Linked DNA regions of Gossypium arboreum: region 2 is linked to region 1. Evidence: chromatin contacts called from public Hi-C data. All regions are on one chromosome and are shown on one strand. Each heading gives the region's core, a stretch centred on a gene start, on an enhancer-like site or on the middle of the called end of the contact. The rest is flanking DNA. Distances are from core to core; before and after follow the strand shown. Region 1 holds the start of LOC108471968 (zinc-finger homeodomain protein 6-like). Region 2 holds the start of LOC108472801 (GATA transcription factor 18-like).

Region 1 (4,609 bases), core at 1,266-3,765:
TAAGGTTCATCGTGGAATAGGTGGAAGTTCGCTTAGTTGTATGATTGTAACGAAAATAAAATGATGTATGGAAATGCCTCAATCATTCTATTGAATAGCGTATGAAATGTCAATGTAGGACTTGGAATGAGATTGAATCGTAAGGTCTAAGAAACTATGGCATAGTTCGGTATGGATGGAGTACTTAGCCTCATTTCGTTGTTTCCTCTTGTGAAAATTTTATTAATGGATGGTAGTGTAATGCTTATGACTTACTGAGTTATATACTCATTCGGTGTTTGCTTGTCACCCATTTTAGGTTTCTTGGACTCGACTTTTTGCGTATTCGGGACCGTCATCGAAGTCATCACACCAGCTTGCAACTTTTTGGTATCTTCTTCTTAGTTGGTCTAAGAGAACATTTCGGTATGTATAGGCTATTATGTTTGTTTGAACTTTGGTATGTAAAACTTTGGATAGCCATGAGAAAATGGCTTATATACATTTTTAGCATAGTACTATAATCGTTTGTATGTTGATCACTAAGAGGTATGGAAATGTTTGAAAACGATTAGCCATGGGAATGGTTAATCATGATTATACTTTGTGCTATGTATGCAAAAAGGGCTAATTGAATCATGGAAACTATGAAATAGGTAAAGTCTACCTTAAAGGCAGATGCTGACAGCAGCAGCGATGTGGATGTGAAAATTCACTAAAAATAGTAGGAATTGAATTAAATAGTGAATAAATTATGTAAATGAACCTTGATGAATCTACTTTCATATGGAAGAAATGAAACGGTTATATGAGTTGTATGTTAAGAGATATTTAGGTTTTCGTGAAACAGGGCCAGAACGGTTTCTGTATTCCCTGTTCCGACTTTGGAAATTCATTATAAATTAACCCGAGATATTTAGAAGTCATGCCATATATGTATAGATTCCTTTTTGAGTCTAGATTCTATAGAAACAAACGGCATCAGTATTGAAGCCCTGTACAGGGAGATATCCAGGTCGTAATGCATGAAGGTCAGTGTAGTCGCACCCTGTAACAGGGGAGACTTTAACTAATAAACTGTACTAATTGGCCCTACCAAAAATTCTAGAAAAAAAAATTTGTAGATGGATATATGAGTCTAGTTTCAGGGAAAAATCACGAAACTGATTTTTGAGTTGTAGAACTCAAGATATGATTTTTAAGGTGACAGTGACACAGTTAGCCAGCTGTCTGGAAATTTTTTTTTATGAAAGGTGAAATTAAGTGAACGAAGTCTGTTAACCCCTCGTGTCCGACCCCGGCGACGGTCTCGGGTACGGGGTGTTACAGAAGGCATTGTGGAAATATGAGTCAATGTGAAGATTTTTGGAGTATGTCTCACATTTCGGTCAAATTAAGACACAATTAGAGAGTGACGTTGCAATAAGGAGGAACTCCTTGTCCCGATGAGCTGCAGATGTCACGACGCAACACCACATCGTCTTGACGATGCGAATTCCATGTCACGACGTGGCGACGTGTCATGCAATTTTCTCGATTTTCTTCTCCTGGTTAAACTCTGATTATTTGTTTCAGTCGAACTGTGATTAGTGTAAATTATTTTAATATTATTTAACTTACGAATTTAGCCTATAAATAGGCCCGTTTTTCACCCTAGAAAAATAACACATTATACATTTAGGTATTAGCTTTTACAAGCTTTCAGAGAATTTTTGTTTATATTTTGAGGGTTTTTATTTCGGGTTTCAGGGATTAATTTTTATCTCTATCTTTGTTATCTGTTGTTAATTTGTCATCACATATGCTCATTTTAATCACTCAACTTTAATAAATTTTCATTTTGATCATTCATTTTATTTTTAGAATTAATTTTTAATTGTTAAAAAAACCTTGAGTTTTTTTAGGGAAATGAGTTATTTAGTTGCTAAGATTAAATCTAAAATTTTCACTTGTAACTCAATTTCAAATGAAAACTCAAATCTTTTCTTGTAGTAAACCATAACGTTTTCATTTTTATTGAAAAACTAAATTCTTAAAAAAAGAAAAAGAAATTAACTAGATAAAATAAATTTCCTCCAAAAATCTAAGTTTTTCCTTTAGAAATCCAGATAACTTTCTCTAAAGCCCTAGATATTTTTCTCTTATTAAAAGCTAAAATTAATTATTAAAAAGAAGAAATAAAAAGATAAATTGATTTTTACTATAAAATTAAAGTAAAATCTCAAGTTTTTTGCTTCCTTTTTCTAAGAAAAAAATAAAATGAATTCTAAAAATAAAAATAAAGAAAAATAAAAACAAGAAAATAAGTTTTCCTATTGAAAAAAAAACTAAAATTAGTTCTCAGAAAAATAAAAAAGTGATAAAATAAAATTTACTAAATTTGGTTACTATATAAGATCAAATTAAAATTAAAATAATAAAATATCTAGCAACACTCATATTGCAAACTTTTTATTTTTTTTATTAAAATTAAGTTACCAACAGAGTAATTTACCTAAACCTTTTAATCGAGATAGGTTTAGAACCAAAAACTTTGCTGCAGTTGGACTGAAACAAACCATGCTTCAAGAGAGAAAAAAGAGAGAGAAAGCGAATCCGAGACACAATAAAAGGACAAGTTCAGTGCTGTGGACCACCATATCTTCACTTTAATTCCTGCAAGCCCACAAAAGATAATAAAAGGGGTCCTCCCCTCTCCTCCTCTTTATTTTTTGTTTTTTCCTCCTCTTCCTTGCTGATTATCTCTTTAAGAGATTCCGTAATCAGCTTTTGTTTCTCATGGAACTGTCTTAGTGTGGCCAACCAAACAACCCTTTCAATTCAATTCTATCAACACACACACACACACATACTATATATATATATATATATGTTGCCTCCATAGAATCTTACTTTGCCTTGCTTGTTTGGGGTTTGTTTAGGGTTACAAAGAGTGGGGATTATATCAGACAGAGAGGAGAGACTAGAAGATGTCAGTTGCCAAAAATGAAATGTGTTGGGCGAGGCAATAATTAGGAGCTGGACCAGTGTGCAAGCTCGGAGAGGGCTTGTCGGTTGTACCATGTCTCTTAGTGCCACCATCCTCTAATGCTCATCACTGGTTTTTGAGAGTACAAACCAAACCCACCTGTTTCCTTTGATTGATGGATTTTATGGGGTCAATTGGGTGATGGGAAACACAAACCCCTTCACAAATCTCTCTTTATCCCTCTCTTCTCCTACCAACCATCTCCTTAGTTCACCTTCCTTAATCTATGCTAAAACAACGCTTTCCTGCTTGGTTTGGTCTTAAATAGAGTTTCGAGGATTCTTACAGAAAAAAACATCTGTGATCAAGTTTTAATTCATCAAGGTAAGCTCTTTGTAAACTTGTCTCAGCTAAGGGGCCCCATATCATAGTCCCCTTTCCTGTTTCAGCTTCCAAAACTTTATTTTTATCACTTTTCTCGGGTGTTTATATATATAATTAAATTTATTTTAGTCACTTCAAAATTTTTTCATTTGTCTCTACACTGCTCAAGCACTTGCGTTTCGTCTCCAGGAACAGGAAATCGGGATTTAGTGAAACGAGTTGGTGGGTTTAGCACTAAAACGTCAAAGTCAGGGATAATTTTGTCTTTCCCACTAATTATTTCTTTGATCAAGTGAAGAAGTGGTGATGAATTAGGGTATGAAATTATTGCATGTGGTCATGATGATGGGTTTGAGAACATATAGATTACTAGTTCATTAATTCCCTAATAATAAAAAACTGAGATCGAAGGCTTAGATCAAGGTTTTAATGGAACTGAGAGGCCAAGATAATAAGGAAATGGGGATGCCAAGCTCTTTTAGTTACAAAAATCAACTCAACAAAGACTCATATTCTTCAGCACCTGTAAATTCAGCTACGGGAGAAAGAAGAAGAGATCGAACGGTTCGTGGTGACCCCAACCTACCTCAAACCCTAGATGATCCACTTTCAGTACCTAACCCCAGAAGAGATCCGGACCCAGATCCAGTTTCAGCTTCCACAGCTACCACCGGTGAGATAGCAGCTGCGGCAGACAGCAGATCACCGCCAACACCGGAGCCCCAACCAGTCGCTGGTCCAACGTCGGCAACCATCAGCTTCACTCCTTTGATTAGGTATAAAGAATGTTTGAAGAACCACGCCGCCAGTATGGGCGGTCATGTGGTCGATGGTTGCGGGGAATTCATGCCGAGCGGCGAAGAAGGCACGCCGGAAGCGTTGAAATGTGCGGCCTGTGAATGCCATAGGAGTTTTCACAGGAAAGAAATAAACGGGGAATCACAGTATGCACCGAGCAGCTATTATTATACCAACAACAACAACAACACAAGGAGAAACGCTGTACGTCCTCCTCGACGAGCAACACCTCTTCACCATCAAAGATTCTCCCTTGGATTGTCTGCCAGTCCTCCTGCTATGTCGGTTGCACCACTGATGATGAGCTTTGGTGGCGGCGGCCCGGCCGAGTCCTCGAGCGAAGATCTCCATGTGTTCCATTTCAGTGAAGGAGGGCAACAACCTTCACACCCTCATTCATCAAAGAAGAGATTCAGAACCAAGTTCAGCCAAGAACAAAAAAAGAAGATGATGGAATTTGCTGACAAATTGGGGTGGAAA
Region 2 (4,609 bases), core at 932-3,431, 270 kb before region 1:
TGTTGCCAGCACCAGCAAATATATATATATCTACACCTACCTCTGACTGATTCCCAAAGCTCCACTCTTCTGATTCATAATAGGACTTCTCTTTTTCTGACAAAATTACAACTTTCTTCATATTGTCTTTTGATTTTTGATCATTATCAGTTGAAAATGAGATCCTCAACTTTGTGGGTTTTCCGATATCGACATAATTTCATTTCCAATGGCTAAGATTGGTTTCCAATACCGAACTTCACTCTTTTGCTTTACCCTATTCAACTACTTAATTCAGAGGATTGGATATGAGTTTGTGTTAATTATTTTATTTTTATATATTTAAAAATTAGTATTAATAGTTTATAATCTCATTAATTTTGGTTTAATGTGTAATTTTATATATTACATTTTGATTTGATTCGATTTTTATAAACAACTAACATCATTATTGATATAATATTATTTCATGTTACATATTACATACACAAATAATTATATTTATCTAATATAAAACTAAGTTAAATGTATTTATTTTTATAATGTATATAATTGAATCAAAATAAATAATTTATGTATACATTTGAACTAAAATAAAAAATTGATGTGTATAATTGCACAAATTTGAAATTCATGTATCAGCATGTGCTTTTGTTAATAATACATTAAATTTCATTAACTCTTAAAAATTGTATTTCATATGCATAGATTTATATAATTTCATAGTTGATATATATATATATATATATAAATATTAGTTAAAGTAAGTGTATCTTCCAACAGATACTTAGAAGAAGAAGTGCAGTTTTTCCGTAAATTCAAAACTGGAATCTGAATGATGATCAATTGTCATTTTTCGTGAAAAATGAAAAATAATCTCCTAATACGTCTTATATATATATATAAAGGCTGACGTTTTTCACGCTTTACATTGCTAAAAACCAATAGGACAATAGGTAAGGTAGAAGGTGCAATATAAACAACTTAAAATCGCAAAGCTTTCTGCCATCAGATCATCAACCTTTTTTCCTTCGCCAGAAGGAATAAAGATGCAGCAGACAAGATATTGGAAAAGACCAGTCAACAAATTATATTCAATATATAGGATCTTTATAGGGTACAACTGAATGGAATTTACTGCCACAAAAAGAAAAAAACTTACTGTTGATTCAACGTTATGATTCAATATTTTAGTATCATAAAAGAAAATGGCGGATGAAAAAAAAGAAGAAAAGAGTGTCCATATCGTAAGCTTAAAGCATTTAAAATATAAATGTTTGGGTTTGGAAATTTGTGTTTTGTTGCAGGGAAAAAAGGGTTATAGATAGAGATTCAAAGTATTTAAAGAAGGGAAAAATAAAAAAAGGAAGGGTTTACGTAAAGGACATGCATACAGATGACAGTCAAGGAAGACTAGATCCAGTCCAATGATACCTAACCCTTCTAAGGCATTCATCCATTTCTTTTTCTAACCATCTTTTTTTTTTTAATTAATTATTTTGGGTTTGGTTTTAGGATTTATATTTGATGTAACCATGTATAAGTTGGTATATCTAAATAAATGAAATTCAGATAAGCACAAGTGCAAGGAGTTTAATCCTTGGGATAAACTCGTAAAACCAAAGAAAGAAAAGAAAAAGGTGCAAAATTTGAACGTAAGGCTTAGGAAGATAGTGATTAGACTTCCTTGGAGGCGACAATTAGAGGTTACAGTGACCCTTAGATTAGATGCCCATTGATACTGACAACAACTTATCTTTCATAGGACGGCTTAATATATTTGTTTTTCAAACAAGCACTCCTTTTTCTAAATGTTGGTCCGTTGGGTCGTCGGATCCTTTGTTTTTTTCTTCTTCTTCTTCTTCAAACAAACACTCCTTTTCTCAACTTACCTTTTTCTTTTCCCATCCTTCATTTAAAAAAAAAAAAAAAAACTCAATCTCCCAAGAAACATTCCAGTTGTATTCTCGTTGCTTTTGAGGAATGTTAAATTAATGCGGTCTCTCATTATTTAAAAGCCTGTTGCAAGGGTCTTTCCTTTGTTTATCACATTTTTGCATGCCATGCATGGCATGCAAAACCCAACCCAACCCAACTCTACAATTTTTTACATTTTTAAAAATAAAATAAAACAAAATCTACACCCTCACGATACCCTCGTGGCACCTTGAGAATTGATAAAAACCCTGAGACGATCTGCTTTGATTTCCCTTGGAAAAACCATAAAAACTATCCTAAGCCCTAAAATTAGTGGACCCCACCCCAGCGAGTCACATAGCATCATGATTAAATTCGGGAGCATGAAAAAAATAAAAATGCCATCCAAAACATTAAATCATCTTCGATGGGTTTTGTGGGTTTGAGATGATTAAGCAAATCCCAGAGTTTCCCATTAAAAAAGATCTCCTCGAATTTTATGGGCATTTGAGCTCCTCCCCCACTCTCCTCTCCTCGGCGTGTTCTCCACGCTCGCATCGATCATTTGTGGGTCGCGTGGCGGAAAATGATGATTGGAAATGGCGACACTATCTCAGGCTACTCACAGGGTTTTTTTTGTGTGTGTTTTCGTGGTTTACAAAGCGGTGAGAAGAGCATCTTTTGGAAAGCGGTGGTCGTCCCGTTTGTCGAACTAAGTAAGGCCCCTCACCAATCTCTAGACGATCTGATTCTTTTTTTTTTTCCTCTCCTTCTCTCTCTCTTCATATCTTTTTGAATCTTTCCATCATATTCTTCATGAGATCAATTGAATATTATTTTGGGTTTTTTATTTTGGTTTGGGGTTTAGCCATGATGATGTGGGGTCATTTCTGAGTGTTCCCTTTTTTTTTTTTTGTTTCTTAATTTCTCAAATTTTTTGACCTTTTTCTTTTTGTGATTTCCCATCTTTGACTCAAACATCTTTCTTTTCTTTCTCTCTTGGTAAGCTAAGTAGAAACAGAGATGTTTGTTGCTTTGATGATTGCAGAGTATCTCATTTTGATACCTTTATTTTTAATTTAATTTATTTCATTTCATTTCCCCTTTAGCCTTGTTTCCAGTGTTGGGGATTTTACTATTTGCTAAGACAAAATACTAGAAACCAAAAGGCTTTTTCGGGGTGGTGGTGATGGGTTTTAGATACGGAACATGAAGAGATGATTATCATGACGATATTGGCTTTGGTTTTTTGAGAGAGGTTCACGTGATTCCAGGGTACGGCTTGGTTCTTATCATAGTAACCTTGAAAACTTGATTATCTTTTTCTTTTGGAAGGGGCGAATGGATTGGACTTGCCTATGACTATAACAACTAACGGAGACGCCGTTGTTATAATAGCAGTGTTCATAGCTCTGCTGAATACACTTATAAATAAATTTATCAACTTAATTTATCCTTCCCCCACTGCCAAAACCAGTGCGTGACGATCACTAACTCCTTCCTGTATACCTGATCATTGAAGACATAGTTAAAGTTAAAACCTTTCAGATATCACAAACCAACAAAAATTTTAAATAAACAAGTATTACTAAGTGATCAATGGTTATGGGAAATTACAAAATATGTCTTTATTCTCTATCCAACTCGGAAAACAACAATTTTAAACTTCAGACACTAATTTTTCTTTCAAACTATAATCAAAACGATGGTGTTTTTATTACACTGAGAGCACGAGGGAAAGGTATAAAATCCTGGGAATGAATAATACCCTTCGGCAGTGGGGACTGGAGCGTGGGAAAAACGCCGCAGAGAGAAGGGACGTGGGGGGGCGGGGAGGGGTGGAAATGTTCCATTTTCCTTGGGAGGCTGGCAATGACAGAGGAGAGGGGGCAGAGATACGGATACGGACAGAGGTTTTGATGTATTGGGTTTGAGAGTAATAGGGCCTCGTGATCGGAGAAGGCAGATCCATGGAAGACTGTTCCCGCTAGTCACGTGGCCCTCTTTTGACTACCCAATGACCAACCCATTGCTTTGCTTTGTTACGAGCGCCCCCCCCTCCCCCACCTCCCTTTTCCCCTTCAGTTTTGGAGTATAAATTCCATTGCCCACAGCACCACCTAGTCCTCAACTTGCAAATAGTAGAGCCTTATTAGTTATTTCTCTATACTATCCCCTCCACCCTGACCCAGACTCTGACTGGCCGACTTATTTTTCTTTTTTCTCTTTACTTAATATTTAAGAGTACAAGTATACTAGTAGTATTTTAACTATATTTATGCATAGTTTATTGTGTTTTTTTTTTGGGAGGTTTTCTAAAAGTTTATTTCTCTATCTGTAACATGCAACCTGGGACCCTCTCTGTCTGTATCTTTATGTCTCTCTTGCTATACAAGCATGTACATCTCTCCATTTGCATTTGACGACAACGTGGACTACAGGTGCTGACTGGTATTTCGCCATTTTATTAGCTTATAAAGCTACCAGACAACAACTCTTCTCAGTCCCCCCCTCTCTCTCTTTCCTCTCAACTTATTATTCAAACACTATATTATTGCACTTGGCTCTCAGTTTTACTATTTGGCTCGTACTATCCTGCCATTGCCCTTTAACTATACACTCCCACCATCAAATTCTTTCTATTTTCAATTACATTAGCTTGTTCTTTTTCCATTCATCTTCAATCCCTTTGTTTCTTCGTTTTTCATTTTGT

The links. A called contact is a pair of places that touch in the nucleus more often than the background predicts.
Region 2: a contact with region 1 is called in a Hi-C map of leaf, with 2.4 times the contacts expected there. The contact joins the promoter of LOC108472801 here to the promoter of LOC108471968 in region 1. A contact is called at or near these places in 3 of 5 Hi-C or Micro-C datasets (all in leaf).

The regions. Positions count from the first base shown.
Region 1 is chr11:27,000,672-27,005,280 of ASM2569848v2, reverse strand. It overlaps LOC108471968 (zinc-finger homeodomain protein 6-like), which reads left to right and starts at 2,515. Exons shown (of 3, transcript XM_053022391.1): 1 at 2,515-2,663; 2 at 2,901-3,331; 3 at 3,521-4,609. The coding sequence starts at 3,761.
Region 2 is chr11:27,267,039-27,271,647 of ASM2569848v2, reverse strand. It overlaps LOC108472801 (GATA transcription factor 18-like), which reads left to right and starts at 2,181. Exons shown (of 3, transcript XM_053021086.1): 1 at 2,181-2,612.